2 separate regions of the Mus musculus genome follow, and region 1 is linked to region 2. A link is a contact called in public HiChIP or PLAC-seq data. All regions are on one chromosome and are shown on one strand. The core of a region is the stretch at or near the end of the contact, and the rest is flanking DNA. Distances in the headings are between cores, read along the strand shown.

The links. HiChIP or PLAC-seq counts read pairs in DNA pulled down with a chosen protein or histone mark.
Region 1: an H3K4me3 HiChIP or PLAC-seq map of craniofacial prominence shows a contact between it and region 2, with 5 times the contacts expected there. The contact joins two enhancer-like sites. A contact is called at or near these places in 1 of 484 Hi-C or Micro-C datasets (liver), 1 of 115 datasets of contacts at active chromatin or transcription factors (craniofacial prominence) and 2 of 9 other capture datasets (embryonic stem cells and embryonic trunk).

Annotation. Positions count from the first base shown.
Region 1 is chr5:38,063,104-38,067,185 of GRCm38.p6, forward strand. All of the region lies in intron 1 of Stx18 (syntaxin 18), which reads left to right. Among named protein-coding and RNA genes, the nearest start is that of Stx18, 26 kb to the left of the region's middle. Within about 2 kb of position 2,583, at least 23 of the 459 cell types and tissues checked have an H3K27ac peak or open chromatin away from gene starts, as enhancers often do. A contact at or near this core is called in craniofacial prominence, where this site is marked.
Region 2 is chr5:37,900,591-37,904,353 of GRCm38.p6, forward strand. No RefSeq gene overlaps it. Among named protein-coding and RNA genes, the nearest start is that of Gm20052, 8.7 kb to the left of the region's middle. RefSeq lists an enhancer at 516-1,903. Within about 2 kb of position 1,556, at least 19 of the 459 cell types and tissues checked have an H3K27ac peak or open chromatin away from gene starts, as enhancers often do. A contact at or near this core is called in craniofacial prominence, where this site is marked.

The sequences.
Region 1 (4,082 bases), core at 1,333-3,832, 160 kb after region 2:
CCTGTACTTTCAGCCACTTAGGACTCGGGGGTGGGGAGGGACGGCCTGAATATGCATGTGTGCTAAGAAGATAGAAGAGCTCTGTCTGGGACTTGCTTTTGTCATCTTTTTGTCAGGTTTATCTTACTTAATTTTCATGAAAATGATGTGTTTGTTACTGTGGTCACACTATGATTAAGCTTTGGCTGATGTAGGATATTTTATTGTCCCTGTCCTGGAAAATTATAGCAGTTTTTATGAGGAGTGGTTTGTGGGTTCACACAGCCCACTCGGAGTGCCACTTACTATAATTCTCTTCTAAAAGAACCATAAAACTCATGTAAATTGTTTAGAAAGGGAAAGGTCTTTTCTGAGAAAGACAAGACATCTTTCCAAGCTTCATGGCTTAGCGTTTATCTGGGGCAGGAGAGTTAGCACTCAGCTGAGGCCAGAGAGGCTGTGAGCTGCAGCTGCTTAGTTCTAAACTAGGCGTTGATGGAGTGTAAAGATCCGCATTCTGTGACTTTGGATGAAGTTAAGAAAAGGGGGAAAGCAGAAGTTAGAAAGGAATTAAAAACATTTATTTTACAAGTCCTCAGCACTCGTGTAAGGAAGCTGTGTGCTCATAATCTGTATTAAGACATGATTTTTGGTAGCCAGTCTTGTGAAGCTTGTATTGAAATTCACATGTAGACTGACCTAAAGAAGCTCTCTTCCCTTTGCAGTTTCTCCATGCCAGTTGGCTTGCTATGTTCAGTTTATGTGCAGCACATGAAGAAAACATAAAACGGCACAATCACAAGGCCAAAGTTCTGTCATGGTTTTGTACAAATGCCTTATTCTGATCCTATCTTGGTTTAAGCATGAGCCTTACAGAGAGCAAGGGCGGAAATTGGGAATGATTTTCTACAGCACTTACATGCTACTCTGCTTCTAGTCATTCAATACAGGTCAATCTTAAGCTGAGCAAATCGGTATAAGAAAATCTGTACACATGTGAAGTGGGAAATCGGGGTAGTTGTTCATTTTCCGTGAAGATATAACTTATGGAAGATTTAATTTTAGAGACACTTCCTGGGTCCTATAACTTAAAGTAGGCTTAATTTTAGAGCTACTTCTTGGGTCTGTGCAAGATCATTATACTTGCAGTGACTTCTTTTAGAGGCAGGAATGAGCCATCTGTAGTGACAGAAACAGTTGCTTCTGCAAAATGTGCCTCAGTTCAAATCAGTGCTGTTAAAACACACCATTATCTTTGTGCCTTAGAAACTGTCTGATTTTGTGACAAGAAGAGGTGATATTGATCATGTTTGTGTGTCTTACCAGGAGTGTTGGTGAAACTGCCAACTGTGACTGTGAAAACCTGTTTTAGGCCTACACACATGTGATTTCAAGAAGAACAGCAACTTAGGATTTATTCTGTGGCCATAAAATCCTCTTTGCTGTAAAACCCGAACACTCACAGCAGCTTCTGAAAATGGAACCTTGAGACTATTCTGTATCCTGTACTTTCTGTTTTCACTTTTCTGGAGTTAGGACATTTCTACTCTATCAGTATGGCAACAAAAGTGAGTTTAGGGAATAGAAAATGAAGCTTTAATTGGAATGGAGATTGAAAAAAAATGTTCCTAATGTCATGATGTGGGTGGGAAATCCACGAGGAATGCACAGACTGGCTACAAGGCAGCCCTCCATCTCAAGCTGTTTTCCCCAGGGTCGTCTGACAGGGTTGGGGCCTGAGAAGTGTCTGCCTGTGTATTCAGCACACCAAGCAAAGGCAATGGCGTTTCAGCCAGGGCTGGGAGTCCGTGCACAGGGATCTGGAGCCTATGCATCAGGGAGCGGGCTCTGGGGATTTATGTGGTGCTGTGTGGTGACTTCATGCTTGTCCTGCTGGATAAAGAGTGCTGTGTTTATAGTAGGGAGGGCCTCTTTTTTTTAGATTAGGAAGTAGTTTTGCTTGTTTTGTTTTAGCACAGACAAAATTCCTGGTCATTTGCAATTCTTAAAAAGCCATATGCAAGGGTTTAGTCAAGAATATGCTTTGCTTTATAAGTTACCCGGCTGGAAGATAACCATATCAATGTTGCTAACGACTTGTGTCCAGAAGAATGTTTGCTTTTTCTGTTTTTCACTTGAGCCCTTTAGGAAGTATTTTTCATGGACTTCAAGTGATACAAACTCATTCATCAAACAGTAACATTTATATGTGAAAATCTTCATCATAAGGCAGTTTCTGCTAGAAGAGAGGCAGGGTCTTTGAATTTCCCCCCAAAACTGCAACTTCAGAAAATATGTAAGAGATGTAGCAATTAACCTACATGCAGGTTTCTAATACTAGAAAATGGGCAGCTAGTTACATTCAAAGACAGGATCTGATGGGCCCAAATTGCTTAAAACAGCACAGTTACTGAAGATCTTCCCTAGGGAGCTTGAGAAACCATTTAACAGATGAAAGTACATTCTGAAAAGTCTGACCTTACAGGCAATCATAAAATGAATCAAAACAGTGCTTTTTCCCCCTGAAATGTACAGAGCCCATCTGTGTCTAATCCAGTAATTATAGACTGTGTTCAATTACCTTTTCAAACTTGGAGCAGACTGGAGACTAGGCAGTGAACAAACATAGGGTTTTGTCTAGACCTCAATTGACCACAGTCTAAAACGTGAATTTATATCTAATTTTATTTTTTGTTTGGTTTGATAGTTCTTAGAGGATTCATTTTTGCTACTTGGTATTTCAGCCTCTTGATCTCAGACACCGCCTTCTCTCATCACAAAAGCTTTTGTATCTGCTGTGGCTTAAGCTGTAACAAGAGGTTTAGTTTTGTGAGTAGTCACTGTTGCTTGCAAATCAATAATTTGTGCTAGAGAAAAGGCTACACTGGGCTGGGGGAGGGGGTTTCGCCAGTGAGTAGCATTTTTTAAAATAGCCCTTTAAATGTGTTGCTGCTGACTGTAACTCTTTGTTGTATGGTTAGGAAAAATAAATTATTTTCCTTAAATGTAAAAAACTCTTATAATTTTCAGTTGCTATGTTCATTTACCATTTTAAAAAATACTTGGAGATGGCCAAAAGAAATCTGTCTTTCCCTATTCTCTCAGTGGTACAGGTTCAGTGCACATTCATTTTTATTGTGTCTGCTGACTTTGTTATAAGATGTATTTTCAACCCTTAAATAAGTCAGTTTATGCTTTGATGAATCAGATTGTTATATTTTGTCCAAAAACCTTGTCAGTTCAAGTTTTTTTTGTTTTTTGTTTTCCAAATGCAAAACAGAAGATTACCATAACTTTGCAGTGGGATAGCCTTTTTGTTGTTGATGGAGTTTAGTACCACTTATCTCATGACAGCCGGGTTGCAAACACATGTTTTGGTGAAGTATCATTGCCTACCAGCCAAGAATTTTTCAGAAACTTTAGGACCATTTTTAGTATGTGATTTTTTTAGGTAGCTGTGTTCTTTAGATTGCTCTCCCCTTTGGAAGGCTTAAGACTGACACAAGGGATGGACTAATTATACTTGGTCATATAGATGCTTTTCTGGGAGTCACCTGAAGAAATGATACAACAGGTCATGTATACCTTCTCTGCAGAGTAGGGTGAGCTCTATGCTAAGAACATATGGCCCTGAGCTTCCTCTGTCTCCTTCATGGACCCCATTCTGTGACACTGTTGGCACAGTGTACTGTAGGCTTCCCTGTAGGAGCTGGAGAGACACTTTGGATCTTCTGCCACCTATCCCTCTTTGCTTAGAGAGCGGTTTCTCTGCCCATCTGTTTACTGGGGCAGCTCCTTCCTAGCTCCTGCTCACTGCCCAATGTGGGAACTCCTGTAGTTGTGTGGGTTTCATATTAGCTGATTAACCCCACTCACATATAAGTGCCTTCAGATCAAGGCTGGGTGGGTGTATGTTCTCCCATTGTATCCCAGCCTCAACACAATGCCTGGCTTGTGCAGGCAGTCTGCTCTTGTTGTCTGAGTAAGGAAAAAATGGATCTCCCATCGAATCTTTAGTATTGAAAGGTCAAAGGGAAGGATCCTTAAAGTGAATAGAAATTATATCTGAGTGATACTTAAGTACACACTCTTTCTATGTAGCT
Region 2 (3,763 bases), core at 306-2,805:
GGGTTGCTGAAGATGAGGTGCCAGCAGCTCTCAGGAGACACTGCCTCTGTGGGAAGAACCCACCTCAAGTCTGGCTACACTCTTCCTGATTCCTGGCAGCCTGGTTATCAGCCAACCCCACAGAAAGGCTCTGGAGGATATCCAGGGCTTAAAGGGTATGACAGAAGGGGAGGGCTGTTGAGCCCAATTTCTCTACCTGCAGCTATGTCTAGGGATCCATCCTATCCTGACTCTAGACCTCTCTTCTGTCTCCTGTCCTGGGTCCTTAACAAACCATTCAGTCCTGGGGATGCCTAACTCAGAAGACTGCACAGATAGGTATGAAGCTGGGCTCCAGTGCTTGTGAAAGCTACCATCATTCACAAAATGGAGGTGCCCCCTAATGTTTGCCTGGCTACTCACAGGACTCCTAGAACTCACTCTGTAGACCAGGCTGGCCTCCAACACAGAGATCTGCCTGCCTCTGCCGCCAGAGTGCTGGGATTGAAGGTGCAAGCCGCCATGCCCAGCTGAGGAAGGGCAGTGTGTTTTAGCTGGAAACACGGTGCAAACTGAACACAGCTGGAAACACGGTGCAAACTGAACACAGACGGAAACTCTCTGTCTTACAAGTGGCAGGGAGAAATGACAAGCCCTGGTGCTTCTCACAAGTACAGCCCATCTCCAGCTCTGCCTGAGAGAGCTGGAGGAGCCAGTGGATGTCCTTGGAAGTCACAAGAGAGGAAAGGGGGGCCCAAATGATCAGAATTTGTGGCCCACCACCTCTCCTTTGCTCTGTCTGTCCCACAGATGGTGAGAGCATGATTGTACAACGTTCTAATCCTTAAGACCAGAGATGCGAAAGCCACAGAGAAGAATGATAGTGTGTCTGCTATCGGGGAGATGAGACTCCCAATAGCATGGGCAGAGCAGGCGCATGATCACAGCCGGGTAGAGGGAAAGAAACGTTTCTAGGGGAATGAAAAGGAAAACAGGTACCCATCCTCCCAGGATGTGAGATGTCACATAGATACCTCCGCCCACCCACAGCCACACCCCTGCCCAGGCTCCCTCCTGCAGTTCCCGGAACACAGAGTCTCCTTCCTCTTGGCTCCTAGGTTGTCTTCCTCGGCTTGCTTTTGGTTAATACCACTTTCCTGGGAGACCTTGCTCAGCCGCTATCAGCACCTTGAGGGGGTTAATGAATTGCTAGAAGTCACTCTTAAAACCTACTGCCCTAGCCTAAAACTCTGCAGGTCCCGTGTTGCCTTTCCAGAGCTTTGTCTACGCCCCCAAGGGCTCCCGACACAGCCTGCAGCCAAAGCCCCTACACAAGCAGGGCCTCCCCTCCTCCCCACTGGATTCCCTACCGGGCCACCACCGCAAAAAACAAGGGGGACAGAGAGCAACCATGTTTTAATTTACTCGATTAAATCACCATGTGGACAGAGGCTTGCGAAGGAATCTGCTCTACAGAACTTTCCATTTAATAGAATTAGTTGAAACCAGATCAGCCGAGCCCCGTCCCTGCAGGCCATCTGCCCAGACAGGGAACCGGCTTCCCTAAACAGAACCCCATGCTGCCGGGAGCCTCCTCTGAGGGGCCGGCAGGGAGTTGCCCCCTGCATCGGCCTGTCTGCTCCAAAGGCTCAAAGCCCTTCCCTGTGGGGCCGGCGGGGCCAGCAAAGCTCACCACCGATTTCAGCTACGGGGCGGGTGGGGGGTTTTAATCAGCATCACAGTTGGTTCCACCTGTGGAAGGCGCGTGCCAAAGCTGGGGACTACGGAGGGAGATGCCAACGGAAAAGATTTTAATTCAGAGAAAACTTCTGTCACATCTACTGCCCGGACTCTTCTGGAAAATTAGATAAACTAACATTTACTCAGTATTTTCACCTCCCAAGAAGTTTTCCACGTGTTTTACTTAGTCCTTGTGGCAATACTACCAGATTTTTTTCTTTTCTTTTCTTTTCTTTTCTTTTCTTTTTCTCTTTCTTTTTTTTTTTTTTTTTCAGATTGGTGGCAGTGGAGTTTAGTCACCCAAGGCCACAGGGTAAAGCCACATCCAGGCTTCAGAATTCTAGAAGGTAGTCACATCATCAGAAAGCCTACTGACCCGAACGAAGCAAAGGACACACTGTTGTAGGGCCTCTACTGTGGTATCTGTTTTCCAGCTTTTTTGCTGTGCATTGGAGCCCAGAATAACTGCTTCAAATCTTACTGAAATAGTTGTTTGGACCAGGGGAAACAGTTTAACTCCCAAATCTGGCTTTCCTTGTCCATGAGGGATGTAAGAGAACAGTGACAACTGTCTCAGTGTCCCAGGGAACTGTCTGCACACTGTTGGGACTTAACTAAGCCTGCTGGGAGTTCCAGGTTGTCAGTACAAATCCTGGGACTGCCCATGTTAATCCCCCAGGGAGTAAATGCCTGTACACTAGGTGCTTAGACACCTACCATTCCAAGCAGAGCCTAATAAACGCAGCCTCGGGGCCAAATGCAGACACTTGTTTTTATGAATGGTTTTATTGGCATGCCAGCATCCATTCCTTTACATATCAGCTATGCAGTTTCTTCCTCACACCAGCAAAGCAGGGAGTTGCAACAACGGAAACCATGAATATATACTGTCCTGTCCTCTGGGGGGGGGGGGGGGGGGCAGGGAAGGGTGAGGTGTGGCTCAGTGAAGCACTACTTGCCTAACACACACAAGGTGCTGGGCTTGACACCCCTACACCCAGCACAGAGGCAACACGACCTGACTAAGAGGCAGGAAAGGAGGGAGAAGTGGCCAGGGTGGCACTTTATCCTGAAGGGCACCTGCAAGGCACTCAGTCCTAAGCATCCTATATCCTCATCCTAGAACTAGCTTGAGTCCCAGGTGTCTGACAGGGCGTTCTTGGGTGAGAAATAGAAACTTTAAATGTGCCCTGGTGAGTCCTCTTGGGGAGTTTTAAAGAGGGGTCGTGGGGGTAGGGTGCAGCTGTCCCATTACTAAAGAACTCTTTCCAAGTCTGGCTTTCACCACATGGGAGGCTGCTGTATGCAGCTGATGCTCGCAGATTTATAAGGTCAGGTTTTATAGGCCTCCAGATCTACACGGTGTCTTACCACATGCTTGTTACAAGTGCATGATGCTGTCCTGCTAAACTGGGCAACTAATATATTATGCTTCATGGTTGCAGCAGACAGGAAGGAAATTCTCCAAGTAAAATATGGTCTCCGGAACTCTGCAGTGTCCCAGTTTCTCAGCCCTGGTTGGGCAGTTCCATAGCCCTGGTCTATGGTTGCTTTTCTCATTTTCATCCTTAACTCCCAAATGGCAGGTGCTGTTCAGTTGATGGGCCCACATGGCATATATGTGTAAGTAGAGACCCTTACTACTTGAGGCAGGAGGAGCTCTGAGGAGAACATTTTCCTAGTTGGAAGGGATCGTGTAGTGCTCCCCAGCCCAGGCCCAAAGGGGACAACACTATGTCACTATAGCATTGACAGGGAGGTTGCTTCAGGCTGTAACCTTTGAGCTGAGGCTGTTTGAACAGAAGAAGTGAAGTGGCCCGGATCAGGATGCCCCTGGCAGTTAAGTATCTGGGTGTCTATCCCCTCAACTCGGGCTTCTCAAACCCTGCACCTCAGAGGACTTCCTGGTATGAACAGGACTCAGCCAGCTCTAGGAAGCAGAGGCAAAGATCCTTCTTGATCATTGAGGGAGGGAATTCGGGGACCTTGTGGATAGAAGAAGGGAATGGAAGGGGCTTTTGACTTCAGCCCTATAAGTCACAGA